Linked DNA regions of Mus musculus: regions 2 and 3 are each linked to region 1. Evidence: chromatin contacts called from public promoter capture Hi-C data. All regions are on one chromosome and are shown on one strand. Each heading gives the region's core, a stretch centred on a gene start, on an enhancer-like site or on the middle of the called end of the contact. The rest is flanking DNA. Distances are from core to core; before and after follow the strand shown. Region 1 holds the start of Inpp5a (inositol polyphosphate-5-phosphatase A). Region 2 holds the start of Tssc4 (tumor-suppressing subchromosomal transferable fragment 4). Region 3 holds the start of 5830432E09Rik (RIKEN cDNA 5830432E09 gene).

Region 1 (4,650 bases), core at 1,811-4,310:
GTGGGACTATGACTACCCACTAGGGTACTGGAGGAGTCCAGAATGGATAACAGGTACAAGAGGGGGCTAAGACTGTAAGGGTGAGCCATGCTTGGAAGGATAAAGGAAGGACAGACTCTGATGTTTATGAAGAAAGGGGGTTAGGACAATACTCACCTTGGCCAGGGGGTGCTGGTATATGAGGGAGAAAATGGCCCGAGGGGAGGCAAGGAAGCGATGCCATCTTTCAAAACAGGTTACAGGGAACAGCATGCCCTATATTTGGTTTCTATTAAGGGTATGCTTGCCAGGTATAGCGATGTACTATTATGCAGCCCTTGGGAGATGGAGACAAGAGGATTAGGAATTCAGCACGGGCCCTAGCTGTGTGAGACCTGGTCCCCCTTCCCCACAACAAAGACAAACAAACAAACAAGATAATGCTTGGCATGCGTTAACTTTGTTGAATTATTCAGCTCCGTGGGGATGGCAAAATGACACAGACAGGAAGTTTGACTGCAGACATTTATTTCTTACAGCTCCAGAGCTTGGAAATTCAAGTTCCAGCACAGGGTGCTCCTGGTGTTAGGCAGAGGTCCTCTTGCTGTGCTCACATGACCTTTATGTGCAGCTGGAGGGGCAGAGGACAGAGGACTTCTGATCCCACTTTTTATAAGGACACTAATCCCAGTAGATCAGAACGCCGCCCTTCAGGCCCCTGTAACTTTAAAGACCCCAGGATAGTCCTTATTTCCCAATAACCGAATGTGGAGTTAGGGCTTAAGTCTACCGAGTCTGGATGGGGTACGCAGTTCAGTTCACAGCAGACATCTACTACTGAGTGGTGTGGACACTAATCAGTTGAGAGATGGATTTTTGTGGAATAAAAGGGTTGAGAGGTAGACTAGAGACAGGCAGAGATAAAGGCAAACCACACTGCAGCTTGAGCTTGATGCCATTGCAGAGTGTAGCAGAGCAGTAGGAGCATACCCTATGTCTGTGCAAAGTGGGGTGAAGATGGACACCAGTCTTTGCTTCTTTATAGCAGCATTTCCACCTCATTGGCAGTGCAAATTTGCCTGCTCCCATCATGCATCTTGGCATCATGACAACCCTAAACCCATAAGGGCAGAAGAGAGAATAAACCTTATTTTGGTAAAGTGCCAATCCAGTCTTAGAATGTCTTTCCCTAACTTTAACTCTTGAATACCCTCTCTTCTTCTAAAGCTTGTCTATAAGATAGAGCATTCAAAAGCACGGCCACAGGTTTTTCTCCAGAAGCCTGTACACACTGACTCCTTGAGTGTGGGCTTCTCTCTGTAATACTACTTTCTCTTAATCCTTTTCTTTGTCGCATCTCTGAATTCTTTCTCAGATGGTGCCAAGAGTTGGGAAACACTTGGTAGGGAGCATGTGGTTACTGGGCACTGCGCTGTAAGCACCAGATACTCATTTCAAAGCCTTGCTGTGGGAAGCTCATTAACATTGCTAAATGCTAGTTCCACACTGGATGATGTTCACATCCATTGCGTTAAGTAAATGCCCTGTTAAAATTAATTCCGGCGGTTGTTAACCTCTGAAAAGTCCATCTATAGCGGGCGGGCAAGATGGCTCAGTGAGTAAGAGCCCTTGTCACCAAGCTTCATGACCCGAATTCAAATCCCAGAACCCATGCTATAAGAAGAGAACTGATAATTGCAACCTGTTTTCTGTAGCGTGTGTGTCTGAACCAATGCACACCATACATACAAACTAAATACAAAATTAAAGAATGAACCCACCAGAAGAACTGTCGTTGCAAACAGGGTTCTAGTATGTCTGTAGTACTGTTTCTTTGGATGCCTCCTCGCAGGCTACAGCGCAGCAGCCCCACTGGACAGGGCTTTCTGGAGGCCTAGACTAGCAAGGGTTACCCAGCTCACTATATGTTCCCTACCAGCCCCGTCCCACCTCCAGGAACAACTGACTCTATCTCAGAGAAATTTCTTGATTCCTTCTACATGTAGGACTGATTCTGTTCTTCTAACTAGCATACCTCCCTGCCCCCCACCTCCAGCTCTCTCTGGTGGCTAAAATTCCCGGACTGACCACATCCCCCACCTTGGGAACTGTCCTTGGGTGTGGCATGGGGGCCACAGCTGGCTATCCAAACACCTAATCTGAACTTTTTCTTTTTTAGGTGGGAGGGGCGGGGTATGGTCTCAAGCTAGTTTAGGTTGCTATGAGTTCAGGTTGGCCTCGAACTCATAGCAATCCTGCCACAACTTCCGAGTACTGGGATTACAGGAGTACATCAATACGCTTGCTTCTTAAAAGGATTTATTAGTTTTCTGTTTTTGGATGCCAACAGCTTTCTGTTTTGTAAGCAAAGTCCTATATAAGGAACTGGGTGGACGTGTTAGGAAATTGCAAAATCCCATACACTTGATCTGCAGACCCACTCTTTGCAGACCCAGAGCTGGGACTGGAGGAGGCTCCTCCTTAATTCTCCGTGGCCCTGCTCCCTCCCACGGTCCGCCTACGTCAGACTCCCCGTACCGGCGAGGGCCTGGACCCAGGCTGAAGACCGGTTCCACATCGGGGGGGGGGGATGGGGGGCCAGGACAGAGGTTCCAAGGATCTCCAGGGCTCCCAACAAGAAGGCGGGCTGTAGTCGTCCAAACTCGCGGCTCCTTTAAGAAGCGCTTTGGTAACAGGGTCGTGACGTCATGGGAGTGGAGGGTGGAATATGCGCGTAACCGCGGCAGGGCGGGGCAAAGCCAGGGGAGGACTCAGGGGCCTGACTGACAGGAATGCCCCATATGCCCGCCTCTCCCCTCCTCCATCTGGTGTTGGCTCCGCCCCACCCTAGGCTTAGCTCCTGTGAGCAGGCCCGCCCCTGCACAAACCCCACCCCCAGCCTGACTCAGGCTCGAGAACCCGCCCTTCCAGTGGACCCGGAGCCAGGGAGCCTAAGACCCAAGTCTGTAGATTGTGTGCAGGCCCCGCCCCATAGGGAGGCCCCACCCCCGGCGCGACCGACAGCCCCGCCTTCTAGGGTCCCACCTCCTGTGGGGCGGGACTTGTCCCAGCCGGAGTCGGCGGCGGCGGCTGCGGGAACTTTCCCGGCGGGTCTAATGGCTGCGCGCGGGCCGCTGTGAGGCGCGGCGGCGAGCGGGCGCGGGGCCGCGGAGCAGCGAAGAGCCGCGACCGCGAGGCTGGAGCCCCGGCCAGGCCCGGTCCGACCCGCCAAGCCCGCGATGCGCCCCTGTGCTGTCCCCCGGCGCAGCTGACGCCCCGCGGCCCCGCGAGACCCCAGCCCTACCGGCCCCGCAGGAAGCGGCCGCCGCCACCCAGTCCAGAGCCCGCTCCGCCCGGGCACCATGGCGGGGAAGGCGGCCGCCCCCGGCACCGCGGTCCTGCTGGTCACGGCCAACGTGGGCTCGCTCTTCGACGACGTAAGTGCCGCGCCGTCGGCTAGGGAGGGGCGGTTACGGGCTAGGAGTCTCCCAGCCCGGGACCCTGACATCCCCATTTTCAGTTGGAGACCCTAAATTCCGGCCCCTACAGCGTCTTCTATAGCCGCGGACTCCGGGCCAGTTGTCTTTGGGACGTGTGACTCTGATGCCCCCTACCCACAGCTGGAGACTCCGACCAGGATTTTCCCAAGCCCCAGACAGACCCTGACCCCATAGCAGGGGGGTACCCTAGGCCAGGAAACTTCCAGCTACACACTCGGGACCTTAACACCGCTTTTCTGGTACCCGAGGCCAAACTCGAAGACTCAGTTTTTGAACCCCTGTCTTAACCCATACTACAGGAACCCAGACTCAGTCCAGATCCTTGAATCCTGATGCTGGTTCCTTGCTTTGCTCCCAAGACAGCAAATCCCTATCTTTTTCCTGCCTTGGAACTCCAGAGCCACAAGTACTGACCTGGAATTTTGACCCAGAATCCTGATACTTGGATGTCCTGGCTTCCAAACCCAAGCATACGCTGACCCCAGGTTTTCTGATTCACCCCCTGGCCCCCAGTCTCTGACTCTGATCCCCCAAGTCTGATTTCTGGTTCCAGAAACCCAGCTTTCAAAAATTTTGGTCCTGTTCCTCTCAACCCATACCACACTGACCCTGAACTCTGAGTCTCTACCCTAAAACCTCAGATCCTACACCTACTCTTGGCCCCAGAGTGAGGTCCCTGCCTCTAATTCTACACCCCATCTCCCATCCCCGAACCTTCCTCCCAATAGACCTCAGTCCCAAACCTTGAGCTCCATCATCTGAGTCCTGGTACCTATATCCCATCCCTTGGTCTTGTCTTCTGAGGGGCCTGAGGCGTGAGGCACCTCATTTTGCCATGTAACTTGCAATAGCACTAGTTCTCAAATGAGGTAGCTCTCTTCAAGCCTTGGGGGACTTTATATTCCTGTTTACTAAATGAGAAGGTGCTGAAAAGCTCTTCAAGGCCAAAAATGATGCCAAAGGCCTTTATCTTGTAGAACGGCTTCTCCAGTCCCACCCTGGAACCCTGGGCTTTCTTCTCCTCTGGGAGGCAGAAGGGAGCTGAGGCCTGGGGCACTGGGAGCTCCCTGGAGCAGGCTGGGGCTGACCTAGTTCAGCATTGCAGCCATGGTGCCACCCCGCTGTTGGTACTTAAACTGCCAACCCAAATAAAGCAGGATGCGGCTCCAAG
Region 2 (4,420 bases), core at 1,663-4,162, 3.7 Mb after region 1:
TCTATGATTTGTGGGTCCTCAGGTAGGAATCTAATGGGCCTCATTTTCCCAGGGGTTTGAAGGAACAGGGCTCCTGTGCAGGGTGACAAACAGGGCAGAAGGACAACTCCCAAGTGTATTTTGGGGTGACGGTGTGCTGTGTGCCTGATCTTTCCCTTGTCTCCTGAAGCTCCAAAGCTGACAGTGTTGTTCTTGGTCCCTGCAGCTCAACTGTTGTGGCTCCAACGCACTGACCACACTGACTACCACCATACTGAGGAACAGCCTGTGTCCCTCAGGCGGCAACATACTCACCCCCTTACTGCAGGTAGCATGGAGTGGGGATGAGGTGGTGGTGGTGGTCGGTAGGGTGGTGTGGCCAATCAGGAAGATCAGCACTTTGAGCAAGACCTCAGAAGTCCCATAGACCATCTCTATTACTGGGGTACCGGGTCCTCACAGCTTGAGTTAACCCCTGCAACATCCCAGAAAACTGTTCTCTTGAGTGGTCCCTCATACCCTGGTGACCCTAGGGTGCTAGTGAGGTAAAAAAACACTCCCCTGTGACAAAAGGCTGCAGGCAGCAGGTCCGTGTGTCTTAAATTTGTTTTGGGGTGGAAGATAAGCTGTGATACATAGGTCCTGTCACTGAGTAGGGTGGTGGCTGTGACTTAGCCACTGATGGTTAACCACGCTCTTGCCATCCCTGCAGCAAGATTGTCATCAGAAAATCGATGAGCTCTTCTCTGGGAAGCTGTACCTCATTGGAATTGCAGCCATTGTGGTAGCTGTCATTATGGTAAGCACAGGGTCTCTGGTGGGTGGGTGGGATCCTTCCCAGGGCCTTAGGTGCTGACTATGCCCCTCCCTCCTGCAGATCTTTGAGATGATTCTGAGCATGGTGCTGTGCTGTGGCATCCGGAACAGCTCCGTGTACTGAGGCCCTTTGCATTGCACCAGAGGATCCCTGGAGTGACCAGAGGCCACCTTGGGGGACATGGCCTGTGTATATAATATTTCTGTATCACTCTGCTACACTTAGTCTTTTTACTTTTGAGTTTTTTGTTTTGTTTTGTTTTGTTTTTGTTTTAGTTTTTTTTTTTGTCCTGAACTTTTCCTGTTACCTTTTGGGAGCTGACATCACACATGGGTGGCATATGTGGGATGTAGGGGTGGAGCTGGCCCTGGCTTGCAGGGCCCTGTACGTCTGGGACCCCTGGAGAGTTCTGCCTGCTGAGCCAAACCTCCTCTACAGCTACTTGCCCAGAGGCTTTGTAGCCTAGCTAGAGGGCCATGCCCACCCACTCAACCCACTGTGGGTCACATTGCTCACATCTTTTTAATCTTTGTTCCTTTCCTGCCTCCATTTCAAGAGCTGGGTTTGTAAGCCCTCTTATGCCTTCAATGCACTTATTCTTTCTAACGTGTCACCTTCAACTGTAATTAAATCTTGAAACAGTCATTTAATAAAGGAGGAAAAAAATCAGGCATGCTAATGGGACTGCCAGACCTCTTCCTGTGCTAGCGGTGTCAGAGACCTGGCTCATCAGCTCTGAACTTTGCCAGGCACAGGGTGAGCAGGTCCAATAGAGGCTGTGGAACACAGTGGGTGGGGAGGGCTGGGACCCTGGGAGCACTCCATATGGGTCCTCCCTCATTTGTACCTCCTTATACTGGGAGCTCAATGCTGACTTTACGCCAGCCTTGACCTCATTTCCACTCATCTGTTGGACATGACAGGTCAGGCTGAGTCGGGTAGGAGGAGCCACCTAAGCAGGGAAATTCAGCACAGAATGATGGAGATAAGCTGCAAGAACACCCTCCTTTTCAGGGACAAGACAGTAAAGGTTAGCCCATTACCCCATCCATCTCAAGAAAAGATTCCACGGAGCTGGGTGGCTCTGGCTTGTGTCTCAATAAGTAAAAGGCAAGATGGCAGTTCACTTACCCCTGTGAACTGAGGATCAGGCTAAGCAACCTCCCGGACGCCAGGGGCAACCACCACTGTCTCTTTCCCTTTGTCTCCTGTCTGCGCCCCTCCCCCAGGCTGCTGGCATAGTTAATTGGCCACTAGAGGAGAGACGCCCTAGCCAAGATTCATGGCCCAGCTTCTAGCAGCCTCCCAGTAGGCTTATTTGTCGGTGAACCCCAAGCTTGTACTAGGACATTCTAGGTCTCCGCCACCTCTACCTCCCACGCCTATGCAACCTGTTCCGTGCTTGGTTGGTTTCTGGTCTGAGGAGCCCTTTATATCCTATGTTATGAGGTCCATGGGCACCAGGCCAAAGCTGTTGGAGGCCTGCTGCACAGCTTCAGAAACATAGGAAAGGAGAGGCGCATGCAGCAGCCCCATGGTGTCTCAGACTCTGATCCCTAAGGATACAAGAAAACAGCCCCACGCCTGGAGGAGGATTATGTGTGGCCTTGACTAGTAGGGGCGGCGTCCTGCAACTAAAGTGTCCGTTCCTGCGTCAGGAAGCACAGACAGGCAGAGCCCAGGATAGCGGCTTCGAATCTCTGAAGCCCCAACCAACCCACCCCAGGGACCACTACGTCTCTTCATGCCAAGAGCCAACCAGGACCTTGGCCCCGCCTCACTCCAGAAAGCCAACAAAGCACAAGACCCACACCACTTCCGCCCAGGGCCGGAAATGTCTAGGAAACTGGTTGGCGCTCACAGTGCGTGGTGACGCACTTCCTCCTTGTGTCGGACCCGGCCGGGACGGCTTCCGACAGGCGAAGCTGCAGGCCTCAACCCTTTGCGATTGGCAGTTAGCCCTGGAGTATTGTGGGAACCGTGGCTCCGCCTTTTCCTTTTTCGTCATTTCTGGGTGGGTTTCCGTGTGCGCTCCGGGTTGGCACGCTTGTTAAGGTTACAAGTCCCGGCTGACATTAGGCGGGAACCCATTGCCTTCTGGGAGTTGTAGTTTCTCGGGCGCTGAAGCCACGAAAATCTGATCGCCCGAGACTCGGTTTCCCAGGAACCCGAGCGAGACTGGACAGGACCGAATCCCGGGGAACTGGCGGGACGCTGCGAGAAAGGCGGCAGGGTATTGAGGCGTGTACGGACGCTGGAACGGTGAGCACTGGCCTCCCTAAGGCCGCGGCCAGGGCATTCCCGTGCCTGTTTCTGCCAGCCCTTCGTCCGGACCCGGGTGGCGCTTGTACCTAGAGAGGCTGCGCTTTACTGAGAGCCCGTGATGGGACAAGCAGCTGATGGAGATCTCCTGTCACCAGCATCTCCCAGTGCTCATCTATTGTATGTCCACACTGTTATGATCTCATGGTTGACTCTCTCCTTAACCCCACCTAACCTGCAGCTCCTGTATCTGTGCGCGCTAGGATACCCTTTAACCACCCAGCTTCGCGAGGCCTCCCGTCCGGCTGTGAGTAGAGGCACTTGACACATAGTGGAGGTGAAAGACGGGAGCCTGGGAGGACGGGGAGGGATGAGGCCTTAAATACACCCCTCACGGCGGAACTGGGACTGCTTCGCTACAGGTGGGACGGGTGTCAGGTCGTATGGCGGAGACAGAGGCTGGCCTGGAGGCTGATGAACCCACCGAGGATGACACCCTGCCTTCTGACACCGTCTCCCTCAGCGACTCGGACTCGGACCTTAGCTTACCTAGTGGTGTGGAGGTCCAAGTGTTGTCCCCAGAGAGGCTTTCGGAGGAGGGCCAGGAGGACTCCGGCCCTGAGGACCCTCCATCGCCCCCCACGGGCACCCTCACCACTGCAGTGCAGCCATTCCACCTCCGAGGCATGAGTTCTACCTTCTCCCAGCGCAGCCACAGCATCTTTGATTGTCTGGAGAGTGCAGCCCGGCAGGCACCGTGCTCTGCTCCCCAAACCAGTGTGAGTGACAATGGCAGCTTCAGGCGGCCCGTGACTCCCCCAAGTCAGACTCCAGCAAGGGGCCTGAGCAGAGTGCATGGGAACACTGGCCCGACTAGGGTACTCCCAGTCCCTGACTATGTGTCACACCCTGAGCGTTGGACCAAATACAGTCTGGAGGATGTGTCTGAAGCCAGTGAGCAGAGCAATCGTGATGCTGCCCTGGCCTTCCTGAGCTCTCGAAGCCAGGTGTCCCACACAGACTATGTGCCTTCTTTCAACCAGGACCCCTCTAGCTGTGGGGAGGGAAGAGTGGTCTTCACCAAACCAGTGAGGGACAGTGAGGCTAGGGCTGAGAGGAAGAGGGTCCTAAAGAAGGGGGTTGGGTCAGGTGCGGGGGGTGAGGCCGCTGTGGAGCTAGCCCATCTCGCTGGACCTGAGGCTGAGGAATGGAGTGGCCACCAGGGACAGCCAGAGGTGGTGGTACCTTCAGAAGCTGCCCATCCTGAGTCCTCATCAGGCCCCATAGGTGTGAAGGCTGTTGGTTTCCATGGCAGCAAGAAGCGGAGCAGAGACCACTTCCGGAACAGGGACGGTAACCCTG
Region 3 (4,529 bases), core at 493-2,992, 3.7 Mb before region 1:
TAAGTCTAATATATACCTGACCTTGACATGCTGGGAATCAGCTTCTCTTGGCCAGGGCCACAGATGGCAGACTGTGGGTCATAGCCTGTAGATTACATACATGCACAGGACTGGGGAAACTATGACATTTCAAACTCCTTCCTGGAGTGCTGAGTTTCTATGGACCAGGGTGGCACATGGGAGGAAGGACATGAACCCTGGCACACACACTCAGCTTGGGGACAATGTTTGGCACTTCTGGAACTCAAGAGGATGGAAATCGAGCTACTCACCTCCAGGGCCTCCCATGGGAGACCGGCTCACTCCTGATAGCATGTGCTCACCAGCTGCAGATCATAGCTCCTCTGGACCAGTTCACAGGAGCCACACTCATTCACTGGAGAAGCAGGCTTTTGATGGGGCCTTTTGGCTGGGAGCTTTGTGGTGATAGGAGGGCACCCTAATAGGTTGAGAGAGAATGGGTCAATTGATGACCACAAGGACACCAAAGGCACGGTGCAAGGGTAGGGATATGTGTCTCTCTGAGGAAGGTGGACCTGGGAGGTGTGAAGAATGGATGCACAAGTTGGTTCCAGGAAGCCAGCAGTCTCTATGACAAAGAATTCAAGGCTCTGAAAAGCCAGGCCATTGTGTGCCTGTTCCTCAATAACTGTATCAAACCTCGGGACCGGGCTGTTTCCTTATACCTGGTGCTCCTGATTCATCTGGGTTGGGACACAACAACTGTACCCTGAGGGGAAGCCACCTTCCTCCACCTCCTCATTGAAGAGAGAGGCTGGGCCAAAGATGCTTAGAGAAATAGCTGGGCTGGGCAGTGGTGGCGCACACCTTTAATCCCAGCACTTGGGAGGCAGAGGCTGGCGAATTTCTGAGTTCAAGGCTACCCTGGTTTACAGAGTGAGTTCCAGGACAGCCAGGGCTATACAGAGAAGAGAAACCCTACCTCTGAAAACCAAAGGGAAAGGAAAAGAGAGAGTGTGTGAGAGAGAGAGCAGGGTACATTGGGGTACGAGGAGGTCACCCTTCGTCAGAGTCCTTGAACAAGTCCCACCATTGCACTCCTCTGTCCCCTGGAAAGAACTGAAGGGAGATAATTTCTAAACTGTAGCATGGGGGAAGTCCTTACCCCTACCCAAGGTCCTGATGGGGTCTCTGCCCTCTACCACCCCACCCACCCACAGGCCCTCCGGACCCTGGTGCATCCCAGCCGCTGCTCACCTGGCTGCTGCTGCCCCTGCTCCTCCTCCTGTTCCTGCTTGCAGCCTACTTCTTCAGGTAGGAGTGTCCCCAGGCGCTGACGTGCTCTCACCAGCTCCTATGAGGAAATGAGTGTGCTGGAGGCTGGGGGTGTGGGCCCAAACAGCTCAGACAGCGGCTGGCCAGGCCTGAGCTGCCACACAGCTCAGCCATGAGCAGCAGAAAGAACTTTTCCCGGCTCACCTGGTGGGTATCACCACACTCAGGGCTTGGGGGTTCCCGCGGTGCTGAGACCTAACACATCTTGTGTGTGCCTTTAAGGTTCCGGAAGCAGAGGAAGGCCGTGGTCAGCAGCAACGACAAGAAAATGCCTAACGGGATCTTAGAAGAGCAAGGTATTGTACACTGGGCTTGGTACAGCGGGCAGGCATGGGGCTGTCACTCAAGCTTGCCACTCTCTCCAGCTCCTCCTGGGCTCACGCTGTCACTTGCTAGTAACCCAGAATCTCTGTTTCGGAACTTAGTGTGAGAGGTCGTTTTTTCCCTGCAAGAGAGCGGATGTCTGAGACATTTCAGTTTGTGAGGTTTTTTTTTTTTTTTTTTTTTTTTTTAAAGAGACCACTCATATCCTGTCGGTTTAGCAGGGCTTTGCCAAGTCACATTTCTCACTGAAGCCTTTGAAATCACCCCGTGATAGGGCTCTAACTCATGGTGAGGAGTGTTCAGATGTGACGGTACTACCTCAGGATCAAGCTGGAAAGGGCACTGCTCTGCCAGAGCTCATCGCTCTTGAGAAGGAGTGCCAGTGAGGGGACATGCCTAACTTAGATTCCAGCTGTGTCCTAACTTGTAAACGCTGCTTATGAAAGCTTGTTTTTCTCTCCTCTCTGTGTGGTTTCAAAGGTGCAGGCTCTAGCTGAGTCGGGGTGGCATGGGCTTCTAATCTCAGTATTCGAAGGCACTTGTTGAGGCAGAAGCAACACAGGTTCAAGGCCAGACTGAGCGACGTAACAAGATCCATCTTCAAATGGCCAAGGGACCTGGGGATACAGCTCAGTGGCGTAGCACCTGCCCAATATATGCCGAGCCCCTGGTTTTTAGTGACGATTTAAAACACAAAACGCTGGCTCACAGCAGTGGTTCCAGCTTTCTGTTCTAACTTCCTGCAGAGCTTTGCCTGCCTTGAGGTAACGTGCATGCCGTCAGAACTCAAGCGACACTTTAGAACTCCCCCAAGGTAGTAAAGGAACTAACACAACCCCACAGATGGGAAGGCTATGGGCAAGAGAGGGCTCAGCTGAGCGGTAGCATTGCAGGGCTTGGGGGACCTGCACATCCGCATAGACAGGTCTGGTGCATCTGCAGTCTGCAACCTGCCCTTCTCGCCTCCCCGCACATCCCAAAAGCCAGTGCAGAGGGAAGAGTGTGGCTGGGAGGGGCAAGAAGGCAAAGGCTTCTACCAGCTCATCTGGCTGCAGCCGAAGGGTGTCTCAGTGAGCTCTGCAGGTGGGACAGGGCCTTTTGCAAAGGTGACAGCTGACTTATTCTACTGATCTTATGGAACCAGCTCCCTCTCTGTGAAGAGAGAAATGCCAGTCCCCAGCAGCCCTTTGTAGTGTCCTCTCCTCCCGTGCTTCAGAGATGGTTTGTTTCTCTGCATTGTAATGCATGTGATTTAAGGAAGCGGGTCTATGCATTGCCAAAAAGGGGAGGCTGCAAGACAGAGATCCTGGCAGTCCCCCCATCTGCTCTGAGTGTATACCCAGAGCCCTGTGATTACTCTTCTCTGGATCTAGTATCATGAAGCTGCCATGCCGTGCGTGGAAGGAACATAGGCTAGAGGGAAGGCTGAGTGGTGGGTGAGCTTGCAAGCAAGGTCAAGAATACGATGTCTATGATGGACAGGAATGCTGCCATCACTTGCTGAAAATAGGGTGTGTTGGGAAGGAGATGTTTGATTCAGTTGCTCAGAGCTGGGTTAGCCCCAGGGTGAGCGAGCGATTTGAGAGGACTGGTCCCCTCCCATTGTGCAGATCCATCAGGAATGCTGTCCGACCATCTAAGGAATGAGTCAGCCATGGGCAATGGAACTAAGTGGCTTCTCTGTTGCTCCTGGCCCTACAGAGCAGCAGAGAGTGATGCTGCTGAGCAGATCTCCATCAGGCCCCAAGAAGTTCTTCCCCATCCCCGTGGAGCACCTGGAGGAGGAGATCCGGGTGAGATCTGCGGATGACTGCAAGCGATTCCGAGAGGAGTTCAATGTGAGTGTCCCAGGTCTCGGCCATCGCGAGGAATAGCGGGACAGTCCCAGCCAGTAGTTCCAGGGACTCGGGACTTTATGTCACTTGTGGAGCTGCTCAGAAGTGGGGTCTGGAGAGCCCAGTCACTAGTGCAGTGCTCTTCACTGGTGCTCCTTGTTCCTTAGGAAGTGAGATGGTTGAGCCTGGCGCTCCTGGGGGTTGCTGCCAGCTCCATGATTGGGTGCCATGATATGACAGCAGCTGTGATAAACGTGTAATTCTACCATGTGGTGCGTGGTGTAGGTGGCAGTTTTATTTATGCTGAAGGATACAGGGAGCCTCCCACAAAGCATCTTGTCATGGTCCCCAAGAGGTCCAGCTTCTAATCAGACCAGCACTGGTCCCTCTGAGCAACCATCACGGCACAATTCGTTGGTTATGAAGACTGTCTGTAGAGGACACTAGCTCTCGTTCAGTGTGTGTGAGTCTCTGCTGTATGGGATGAATCACTCCCACACCCTCTGAGCAGCAGTGGCTCACTCCATGCTCGGCCCACCGGCAGTCTCCATAGTCATTCTCAGAACTCTTAACTCAAGACACAGCACACATTGGTGACCTAACCCTTAGAGTTTTTCATTTCCTTTTTTATACTTTTAATTTTTTATTTCATATGTATGTGTGAGTGTGCTTTGTATACGCATGTGCACCACATGTGTGCAGTGCCAGAAGAGGCCATCAGACCCCCTAGAACTGCAGTTATAGGTGGTTGTAAGCCACAAGTAGGCTCTGAGAATTGAGCCCAAGTCCTCTCCAAGAAAGGAAGAGCTTATAATCTCTCAGCCATCTTTCCAGCCCCCAAGTTGTTGATTGCTTAATGACTGTCATATGGGTAGGCATGAAGTGCTATTTTGAACACAGAGCCCCGCCGCACTGCTGGTGTTCTGAGGGAGTTTGTTCAAGTCTTCACCCTGGGTGCAGGACTGGGAGATGAATGTTGGGTCAGAGCAAGAGGGGGTGTCCCTGGATGGCTGCCTTGGCCTGGCTCTGTCATAACAGCTATTGTACTCCAGGTCACTTCCAACAACAGTGTCT

Evidence for each region. Promoter capture Hi-C pulls out the DNA fragments that hold promoters and counts their contacts.
Region 2: a contact with region 1 is called in a promoter capture Hi-C map of pre-B cells. The contact joins the promoter of Tssc4 here to the promoter of Inpp5a in region 1. A contact is called at or near these places in 1 of 39 promoter capture datasets (pre-B cells) and 1 of 484 Hi-C or Micro-C datasets (CD4 T cells).
Region 3: a contact with region 1 is called in a promoter capture Hi-C map of pre-B cells. The contact joins the promoter of 5830432E09Rik here to the promoter of Inpp5a in region 1. A contact is called at or near these places in 1 of 39 promoter capture datasets (pre-B cells) and 1 of 484 Hi-C or Micro-C datasets (neutrophils).

What each region holds. Positions count from the first base shown.
Region 1 is chr7:139,386,049-139,390,698 of GRCm38.p6, forward strand. It overlaps Inpp5a (inositol polyphosphate-5-phosphatase A), which reads left to right and starts at 3,061. Exons shown (of 16, transcript NM_001127363.1): 1 at 3,061-3,416. The coding sequence starts at 3,342. Gm46004 (a long non-coding RNA gene) reads right to left here and starts at 3,099. Exons shown (of 2, transcript XR_001778314.2): 1 at 2,518-3,099; 2 at 421-1,093.
Region 2 is chr7:143,066,456-143,070,875 of GRCm38.p6, forward strand. It overlaps Tssc4 (tumor-suppressing subchromosomal transferable fragment 4), which reads left to right and starts at 2,913. Exons shown (of 3, transcript NM_020285.2): 1 at 2,913-3,058; 2 at 3,300-3,395; 3 at 3,481-4,420. The coding sequence starts at 3,502. Cd81 (CD81 antigen) reads left to right here. Exons shown (of 8, transcript NM_133655.2): 6 at 206-307; 7 at 692-778; 8 at 857-1,475. The coding sequence ends at 919.
Region 3 is chr7:135,650,572-135,655,100 of GRCm38.p6, forward strand. It overlaps 5830432E09Rik (RIKEN cDNA 5830432E09 gene), which reads right to left and starts at 1,743. Exons shown (of 3, transcript NR_015548.1): 1 at 1,219-1,743; 2 at 273-439. Ptpre (protein tyrosine phosphatase, receptor type, E) reads left to right here. Exons shown (of 21, transcript NM_011212.3): 4 at 1,182-1,275; 5 at 1,519-1,592; 6 at 3,322-3,458.